2 separate regions of the Mus musculus genome follow, and region 2 is linked to region 1. A link is a contact called in public HiChIP or PLAC-seq data. All regions are on one chromosome and are shown on one strand. Each heading gives the region's core, a stretch centred on a gene start, on an enhancer-like site or on the middle of the called end of the contact. The rest is flanking DNA. Distances are from core to core; before and after follow the strand shown.

Evidence for each region. HiChIP or PLAC-seq counts read pairs in DNA pulled down with a chosen protein or histone mark.
Region 2: an H3K27ac HiChIP or PLAC-seq map of embryonic stem cells shows a contact between it and region 1, with 3 times the contacts expected there. The contact joins two enhancer-like sites. A contact is called at or near these places in 2 of 15 datasets of contacts at CTCF or cohesin (the NIH/3T3 cell line and large pre-B cells), 40 of 484 Hi-C or Micro-C datasets (the AML12 cell line, B cells, CD4 T cells and 24 more), 4 of 115 datasets of contacts at active chromatin or transcription factors (embryonic basal ganglia and embryonic stem cells) and 2 of 9 other capture datasets (adipose tissue and embryonic stem cells).

What each region holds. Positions count from the first base shown.
Region 1 is chr10:41,412,989-41,417,676 of GRCm38.p6, forward strand. The region is part of intron 31 of Ak9 (adenylate kinase 9); the gene reads left to right. Among named protein-coding and RNA genes, the nearest start is that of Gm25626, 27 kb to the left of the region's middle. Within about 2 kb of position 2,298, at least 7 of the 459 cell types and tissues checked have an H3K27ac peak or open chromatin away from gene starts, as enhancers often do. A contact at or near this core is called in embryonic stem cells, where this site is marked.
Region 2 is chr10:41,688,316-41,693,003 of GRCm38.p6, forward strand. Ccdc162 (coiled-coil domain containing 162) reads right to left here. Exons shown (of 48, transcript NM_001358562.1): 3 at 2,072-2,144; 4 at 1,710-1,820. Among named protein-coding and RNA genes, the nearest start is that of Mir3473b, 20 kb to the left of the region's middle. Within about 2 kb of position 2,041, at least 43 of the 459 cell types and tissues checked have an H3K27ac peak or open chromatin away from gene starts, as enhancers often do. A contact at or near this core is called in embryonic stem cells, where this site is marked.

The DNA of each region.
Region 1 (4,688 bases), core at 1,048-3,547:
ATAGCACCTAACAAAGGCTTAAGTTCTCCTGTGGTGAGTTTAAGGTGAGGTCTTAGCCAATTAACATCTCCTGGAAGCTTTTGAAAATAAAATTTTGAAGCAAATCAATTTTTCGTTCCTAGATTTTCTGTACCACGATATTATGATATAACTAAAACCCTAAATATTAAAAGAATATTGCTTCTGAATCTTTTCTGGAGCAACAGCTACTCCCCAGAACTTAAAAGCTCCTTGTGTGGGAGCAAGGATTTAAAGTAAACTTCCCTTGAGAGGCATTAGCTAATAACATACTTTTCACTTAGGAAACAATATACTCTGAAAGATTCAAACTCTTAGCTTCTTATATTGAGGCAAAGACGCTAGGAATTTTTCTTATATAATGTAAAGCTATGTTAGCCATACCTACAGGCAAAATTTTCCAGTAATCACCAGTTCACTAGAAGCAAAACTCTTTACAATTATCAGAATGCAAAGGAAAAAACAAACTCTTAAATCTACAATACATGAAGTAGGCATGTCAAATCGCAATGTCCTGATAAATTCTACAGCCTGATTGACCCTTTTTATAAACTTAGAATTTAAACTTTATTAGAACAACATCTGGGTAGATCTGCAATAGTGTTCTTTCAGCTAAAAGAAAATTCCCCTGGAGGCCAGGAGAGGCAAGTTTCCAGAGCTTCCTTAGACACCATTTGCAAGACAAAAGAAAGTCACACAAACTGCACAGAAGCTGCTCTGAGCTTAGTTCCTCTTGCCCTGAGGACAGATTTCAGAACTTTTAAGTTTCTTTGCAATATTAGACTATAACTACAACCTTGGGAAAGCAAAACCCAATTTCAAAACAATTTATCACCTTAGAATCAACATTAAAACTTCACTACCACATTGCAAGATTTGGCTGCCAATTTATACCTATGAATACATGACAGTGCAAGCTTTAATGCTTCATTAAACAGACATTGCTTTAAATCTTATCTTAATCCTACTTTCTAGGATAAGAATTACATTAAATATTATCTCAACTAGAAGTATCCTTAGAGGCCTAGTTTTTTAGCCTGCTTTATGCCACGTGTTTGAAAGACTCCTGAGTTGCCAATTTAAAACTAACTTTCTAGTAACCAGTGTTACACCTTTTTTATCATACCCAATAACTTATAAGCTAATACTCTACGATAAAGACATGCAGAGCATATTACACATCTAAGACCAGTAAAAAGCCAAATGAAGCAGCTACACTTAGACCAATCAGAATTTTAATTTTTCTAGCTATAATTATAAAATAAAAAGCACTGTGTCATTAGCTAAACGCAATAATCATGATTGCAGAGAATTTTCTTAGGAAAAAAACCATCTATCAGCTTTTTCACCCCAAAACCAAGAGGCTGCAGACTCCCTTTCTCAAAAAAACTATTTTTTCCAGCAGGAGCCCTCCTGCTGTGCCTGATCCTGGCTAAAGCGTGTGGCCACTCTCTTGCTAAACCAGAAGATAAAGTTTTAGCCATCTTTACTTTCCAACATGAAACACAGAACATTCAGTCATTCAGACAACGAAACAAAACACACATGAATCAAAACATAAATGAACCAGTGCACCAGACATTAGACAACACAAAGAGGGCAGAGAACTGCTGTAGAGCCAGAGAGAATAAAGCAGGGTGTCCCCCAAATTCTCTCTGTCTCTGGGAGAGTTTCAAAATCCATTTTCCTCTATATATTTTACTCCATAGTTTTAAGCCCTATTCCTCTAGCCTGATGCAGTTCTCAACTGCGGACAACCGCATGTTTCATCATTTTAAACCCTATTCCTCTCGCCTGAAACAGCTTTTTTTTAAATATTTTTAAAGATTCATTTATTTATTATATGTAAGTACACTGTAGCTGTCTTCAGACAATCCAGAAGAGGGAGTCAGATCTTTTTACGGATGGTTGTGAGCCACCATGTGGTTGCTGGGATTTGAACTCCGAACCTTCGGAAGAGCAGTCGGGTGCTCTTACCCACTGAGCCATCTCACCAGTCCTGAAACAGCTTTTAAAAGCTGCAGACAACCGCCTGATTCACAGTTTCTAGTCCCACACATATTTCGCTGTCAAATCCTAAGTGGAAAAAGCGCAGGGTTAGCACTGTTCCAAACTTAGCCCGTATCCTTCAGCACCTCCAGCAACACTTTTTAAAAAATGAAGTTTAAAGTCAGTGCTAGCATAAATACCTGTTGCTCACCGTGCCTGATACGATCTCTGATTCTTTCTTTCCCTTGGAGCTCCACACAAAACAACAGATTCCTTCAGTGTTTTCCCGACATTCCCAAGGTCCCTGGCTCAGATGCCAATCTGTTGTATGCCGGCCTGTAGCCTACTTGAACCGGGTACACCTGGGAGGCAGGCTGGGGCTGAAAGAGACTTAGACAGCGAGAGATTATTGGAGACCAAGACATGATTCTGTTCAAGGCCCACCAGTTTACTAAGAGAGTGTGCTTATAAAAGGGGAAGGCTCATCCCCCACCAGTCCATTCTTGGTGTCTGGAGCCAGCCTGTAGGCAATGTGCAGAATAGGACATTCCTCCGGAATATCTCAGAGGCTTCTCAACAGGTAGCAGTGTCTTGGAGAGAGCAGTGGCAGGTGATAGAACAAAAGAGCCATCTAGGTTGGAAGGCTCCACCCTAGGTAATCTCCTTCTAGTGGCAGCAAGGTCAAAGTCTAGATCAGCCTGCTTCAGGGCTGAGGGAGGCTACAAAATTCCTTTTATTTTAAAAAACAGTTATTTGAGAATTTAATGCATTGTCTTCTGGTCACATCAAATACATCCCACCCCACCCCCATTCCCTACCTACTCAACTTAGAGCGGTTGTGGGGTATCCATAAGAGAAGACTACTCAGACATGGGTTTAAGCCAATACAAAGTCTTTATTAACCAGTCTTTCTTTTCATTTCAGCAGATTGGGATGTCTATGTGCTAAGTTTTATGGCCTGAATGGTACTTCCATTATGGAGTCAATTGTGCTAAAGTCTGGGGATCTGTTACAGTCCTTTTATCAATATGGCATTATCATTGTCTCTTTTAACTAATTTGGCTTGAGATCTGTTTGATCAGATCTGAATATAGTTAACCTTGCTTGCTTTGCTTAGAATTTTATTTTCTATCCTTTTGTTTTTAGTCTATGTATACCTTTGTTGGTAAAAGTGAGTTTCTTGCAGGCAGCACACTGTTAAGACTTGTTTTATTCTAATCAGACAACCTGTGATTTTTAATTAGAAAATTAAGTCCCTTTATGTGCACCACTGATCTATTGAAAGGCATGTGCTACTCCTGCCCTGATTTTGTTTTCATTCTAGTTACTTGAAATAATCTGTGTCCATTTCTGCTTTATTACTGCTAGAGTTGGGATGCTTTGCTAAACTGACAGTGTTTGGTTTGTTCCTAATTCTCATTTGACAATGTATTCATCTCACCCAGTGAATTTCTATTCAACATCATGAATTCATTTAGTTTATGCTAGTCTTAAAAGGTCTTTACTTCTCTTTCTATTTTGAATGATAACTTGGTTTGCTATAATAATTTATTTTCCTTCATGGCTTGAACGTCTTTCCTGAAGCCTTTGGAGTTTCTTCTGAGAAATATGTATGTGTATGTGTGGGAAATTTTCTGTCATTGTTTTACTGATGGGTTTTTGTTGTTGTTGTTGTTGTTCCTCTGCCTGTGTTTCTCCTTTGTATGAACTGATCACACTCCTCTTAAAATGATCTTTTGATAGTATCCTATAGATCTCAAGTATCTTGTTTATTCTGTCTTATTATTCTTTATTGCTCTCTGAATATAAGTTGTCGAGTTTTGTCTTCAAACCCTGGTGTTCTTCCACTTAATCTAAGCTGTTGGTGGGTGATGCTTTCAAATGTTTCTTTTAAGTTTGATTTATTGAGATATCTATTTTCAGGATTTCTGTTGGTTTTTTTTCCAAGCATTTCTCCTTTTTCTCTCTTTAAACTTTTTACAGATTCTTTGTGAATTTCACATCATTCACTCCAATCCCACACATCTCCCCATCCCTTGATATATGCCCTCCCCCCATGCAACCTCCCTACCCCTGAAAAGAAAAGAAAAACAAAACAAAAATCTCTCCATGGAAGCTGTGGTATTGTTGGAGTCGGTCAAAAGACACTTACTCACAAAGACCACAGAGACCGCCATCATTGCAAACCGCAAAAGGATTTTTATTGATCCAACACATTGGGGACACCCCTCTCAGCAAGCAGGCCAGAGGAGAGACCCAAAACAAACAAAGAACACACTTTTTATACCTTGTAAGGAGCAGATTTAGGCAACAGGGCTAGCTGGCTTATTTTCATTGGTGTAGCAAGTAACCCTTTCAGGCATTGGTTGGTTTACATAGTGACTACCTTTGGCCTAGTGACTCAATCTGTCTGTCCTTATGGTTTATCTTTCAGCAAAGCAGCAGTACATTTTTAACTTATGGGTCAGCTATTAACGTCACAGGAAATCCTAGCAAGGTCAGGGCAGTTTGTCGGTTTTCTCAGAATTCAGTGAGGGGAATTTCTCTGGGAACTGCTAATCTTGTTATGGTTATTTTTCTGAGAATAGTTCATTTTGTTTTGGCAGCTGGAGATTTAGTCATTTTGACCACTATGTTTCTGAAAGTCCCTTCAGAGGGGAAGGGGCTAGATGGTCTTGAAC
Region 2 (4,688 bases), core at 791-3,290, 280 kb after region 1:
TTCACAATCCAAAAAGTTAAGTCTCACTCCAAGCAAGAGAAAAGCAAAGAAAATCTCACTATATATTATAATAAAACATCTGAAAATTATTAAAAGCTTAAAACAGCCAGAGAACAGGAAATATATTGTGTTCCGAGATAGAATCCATTCAAGTCACAAGAGAATAGAGTAGCACCTTTAAAATAATGAATGATAGAAGTTGTCAGTCCAGAATTCTATAACCAAGGAAAAATAGCTTTATAAAATTAAAGAAAAAATCATTTTTATAAAATAACAAACACCATGAGAATGTCTTCCTGGCCGGCATGAACTACAAGTGACATTAAAGAAAGCTCTCCAGATAATACAGGAATGAATATATTATGGAAATCCAGGCTGTTCTAGAACTTTTCCAACCTTATCACTGTTGACAATTGAGGCATCATAATTCTTAGTTGCAGGATGTTCTGTGCAGTAGTGTGCGACATCATCCTTAGCCTCTGGTAGCTAAACATGAGATGCTCCAGTCGTCTATGTCCACTGCCCCCAAAACTCTGGAAGCCAAGAACATCTCCAGACACAAATATCTATTATCCCTACCCTTCCTCTCCCTCCATTGTGAACCCTGTTACACAAAAATGAATGGTGAGTACCAGGAAAACAGAAGGAAGGGAGGCAGGCAGGGAAGGAAGCAGGAGGGGAAGCAAGAGGGAAGAAGGAAAGCAGGTAGGGAGGAGGGAAAGAGGGAGGGAGGAGGGAAGGAGGGAGGCAGGGAGGGAGGTGGTAAGGAGAGAGGCAGGTAGGGAAGAGGGAGGGAGGAAAGAAAAGAAGGAAGAAAGACAATTATAAAGAGAAAAATTCTAAATGAACAACATTTTAACTTGCAAATAGAATCTCATTATCTTCTGTGATTAGCACTAACTACTTACTAAAGAGCTAACTTTATTTAAGAGGGGAAACAACTCATAACATGGACTACCTTAAATGATTTAATAGAAGTGAAGAATAAATCATTTAAAAACTTTAAATACTACATGATTATGCAAAGTTGAGAAGCTATATAAAAGTTCAGGGGTGTTTCATTGTCCTGCAACCTAAGCTTAGGGATTCTTCTGTCTTTGGTCAATATGATCAATATTATCAAATGTGCATACATAGTTTTAATTAATATCACAAGATGAAGTAATTCCTTTGCAAACAAAACAAAACAAAAACAACAACACTCGATGGAAGGACAATAGTCTATCAAATAGCAATCTACATTGATTTGCTTTTCTCTTGACGGTAGTAAGGCTGGCTGGTTTTCTCCCTCCCTCTCTCCTTCCCTTCTTCCCTCCTGTCTCCATCTCTCACTCTTATTACAATGTTGCAGGAATTTTAATGCAAATTATTTTCCTACTTTGAATTATTTTCTTAAGAGTGGTTTTCAGAAATAAACGTTTTTGTTTTTGTTTTTTGGCCTTTGGGAGATGGAGGTTGTTTTTTTCCTTGCAGAGTGGAAGACCGGCACAAACAGTATTTAGGCAGACCCGGTCAATCTCTCAGCCCAACAAGTTTAAGCTGAACTTAGCTGTGAGAACGAAATGATCTCTGATGAAGAAAGCATTTACACCAAGTCTGCAAATTACCCATCTCCAGAACACTTGCCCACAGGAGCTACCTAAAAGTCAGCTTGCTGATTCCTTTCTAATATACTCCAAGTATGTTTTCAGATTGCAAGATGACCCTACCTGCAACAGAAGCAGAGGAAGGTTTTCCGGTGTGTACTCTCGCCTTAGGCAGCTCTCTAGCTCCCTCTTGAGGACATCTGCCTGAATAACAAGGGGCTTGGACTCAGCCACCTAAACCCAAACAATGAATGAGTTTCAAACATCCTCAATCTACCAAATTTCAAATGTCAAAACATCCGATCTATCTAAGGATACAATGATTCGCACTTGCTTAGCTTAGCAATGAACAGGATGTGGGGCTGTTTTGTTCAAAAGTATCAGCTGTTTGCCGGGGTGGGGGTGGGGAGCTTTTCCTGCGAACTTCTTTCTCCCTTAGCTAAATCGAACTTGTTTTCCTGACTCCGCCCATGCCCCCCTCTCACCTGGAGAGTTCTCTTCAGAGCCGCTTCCCGTTCGCGTCTAAAGTGAGCGACATCCTTTGGTATTTGAACGGAGCTGCGGGGAGGTTTGTGCAACAGAAGCTGTGTTACGGGATGCTATGATAGAGCAGATAGCAGGCGGCCAGCCTGATCGCTGTGACCCTTCCCAACCTTTCCAGAAGGAATGTCACTCTGGCCCATGGTGGTGGTGGGGTATAAAGGCCACCCTCTTCTACTTTGATATACTTGATCTCTGCTAACCCTTCCCTGGCCAGTTTCTTTCTCCTCTCCAGAGTCTTTCCTCTGATTTACCCCAGTCCCCTACTCCACCCATGCGCGCGCGCGCGCACACACACACACACACACACACACACACACACACACACTTGTATTCCTTTTAGAGGGGAAATCTTGTGTCTGACACACAGTGTGCTTATTAAACCTTGTTGTCTTTTTAGTTGATATAGAACACTGACACTTTAATCACTGAAACAAAATGTTTTTATTTTTATGTTCATGGTGGGTTGTTGGAAGGTAGAAACGACATGGAACTATCAAATGGGAAATCCTTTAGGAAAACTTTAACCACACTTGCTGCCTCAGGAACACAGCTGGACCCTAGGAATCACAGAGCAGACATGGAGGATGGGCTGTTCAAGCCCAGAGAAGGGAGTCCTTCCCTAAGCTGGACAACAAGCGAGGAGTGGAGCTCGAGGACAGAAGATTAGTGCTGTCCCCATGGAGCTCAATGGGCAACGTGAGGCTTGGCAGCCCTGGGAATGCCAGAGGACAGCAGCAAAGCAGATTCCTAGCTTGCAGCCCCTGGCCAAGGAGCCACAGTGATATTTCTAAGATACACTTGAGGGAGCCAGAGGGACATAGCAGTAAGCTTACTTTGGTATTGTCCGCTTGGCCCCAAGAGTCCTGAGATAATGTTGTAAAATGCACTGGTAATGTGCTCCCTTGTTGGACAGTACTTCTGTTAAATGCTCTGTTAAGAGACTGGGGCGTAGCTCAGTGGCTAGAGCACTTGTCTTGCATGGGCAAGGCCCTGGGTTCAGTCTCCAATACTAAGGGGCGGGAACAGAAGGCAAGAAAAGGAAATACATGTTCTCACTTTGACAGTATAAGCAATAGGACTGGGACGCCACAGAAAAGATCAGCAGGGTCACTGGGCAAGGATGGCCCAAGCCAGCAAGTCCCTAGGGCCACAGAAGCCTAAACACCCACCTGGACACTTGGTGTCAGGTTTTTGAAGCTGGTATACTGGCTGGTTTTGTGTGTCAACTTGACACAGGCTGGAGTTATCACAGAGAAAGGACCCTCCCTTGAGGAAATGCCTCCATGAGATCCAGCTGTAAGGCATTTTCTCAATTAGTGATCAGGGGTGGGAGGTCCCATTGTGGGCGGTGCCATCTCTGGGCTGGTAATCTTGTTCTATAAGAGAGCAAGCTGAGCAAGCCAGGGGAAGCAAGCCAGTAAAGAACATCCCTCCGTGGCCTCTGCATCAGCTCCTGCTTCCTGCCCTGCTTGAGTTCCAGTTCCTGACTTCCTTTGGTGATCTACAGCAACGTGGAAGTGTAAGCTGAATAAACCCTTTCCTCCCCAACTTGCTTCTTGGTCATGATGTTTGTGCAGGAATAGAAACCCTGACTAAGACAGTTGGAGACAATCCATGCCTTATCTCTTCTCCTAGCCCTTGGTGGAGAGGGAGGAAAGAGGGAGGGATGGAAGGAGGGAGGAGGAAGAGCAGGAAGAAGAAGATCTTGAGAGTAAAATCAGCCATCAATGACAGGTATGTTGTCTGTTTTCTGAATCTTCATGGAGCAGAGAAGCAATGACCCACAAGACAGGGACGCAGCTATTGACAGGAAATCGCAGGAGGTTTCCCTTGCATTCTTGTCTCTCATCCTTGATGTGCTGGGAGCCAGAGCAGGCACGGGCTTGGCTGCCCAACTGTGTCTCTAGCTATGTCACTCCTCTCCTTAACCTCAATGCACCTGTGGGTGATCTAAAGGAGGCGGCAGAGCGTAAGCAGCCAGTTCACAGGAGATGCTCTTAGTTCAGCAAATGCTGCTCCTGTGATATTTGTCCACTTATCCAGAGGGCTTCATGGACATATAACTATTGCAAGGTCCAGGGCTCAGGGTGTTAAATGAGAACGTAAAATGTTTTAAAATTTAAATAAAGTAATTGATTAAAAAAAGAAGAAGAAGAAAGAAAAGATGGGCAGAGCAGATAAGGCATCTGCTATGCAAGTGTGAAGGTCTAAACTGGTCCCCAGCTAGACTCGGTGTGCACGCCTGCATCCTGGTTCTCCTAATGGGGAGATGGAGATGGGAGGGCTCAGAGGCAGCTAGCAAGGCATACACAGTAGTGGCTAAAAGACCTGTCTCAAACGGGCAGAAGGTGAGGGCTGACACTCTCGGCTGTCCCCTGACCTCCAGCCTGAACTTACACGTGCTCACACACAGCACATGGGGATTACGGAGGAAGAACAAGGAGAAGAAGGGTCATTTTCAGCTGGGTGATAAGAGAGATTTCTAAGTGATCCACCAGAGTGGGCGTTTACCACACCTAGAAAACAGCATCATTTAGATTCTTCCAGATGGCTACAGTG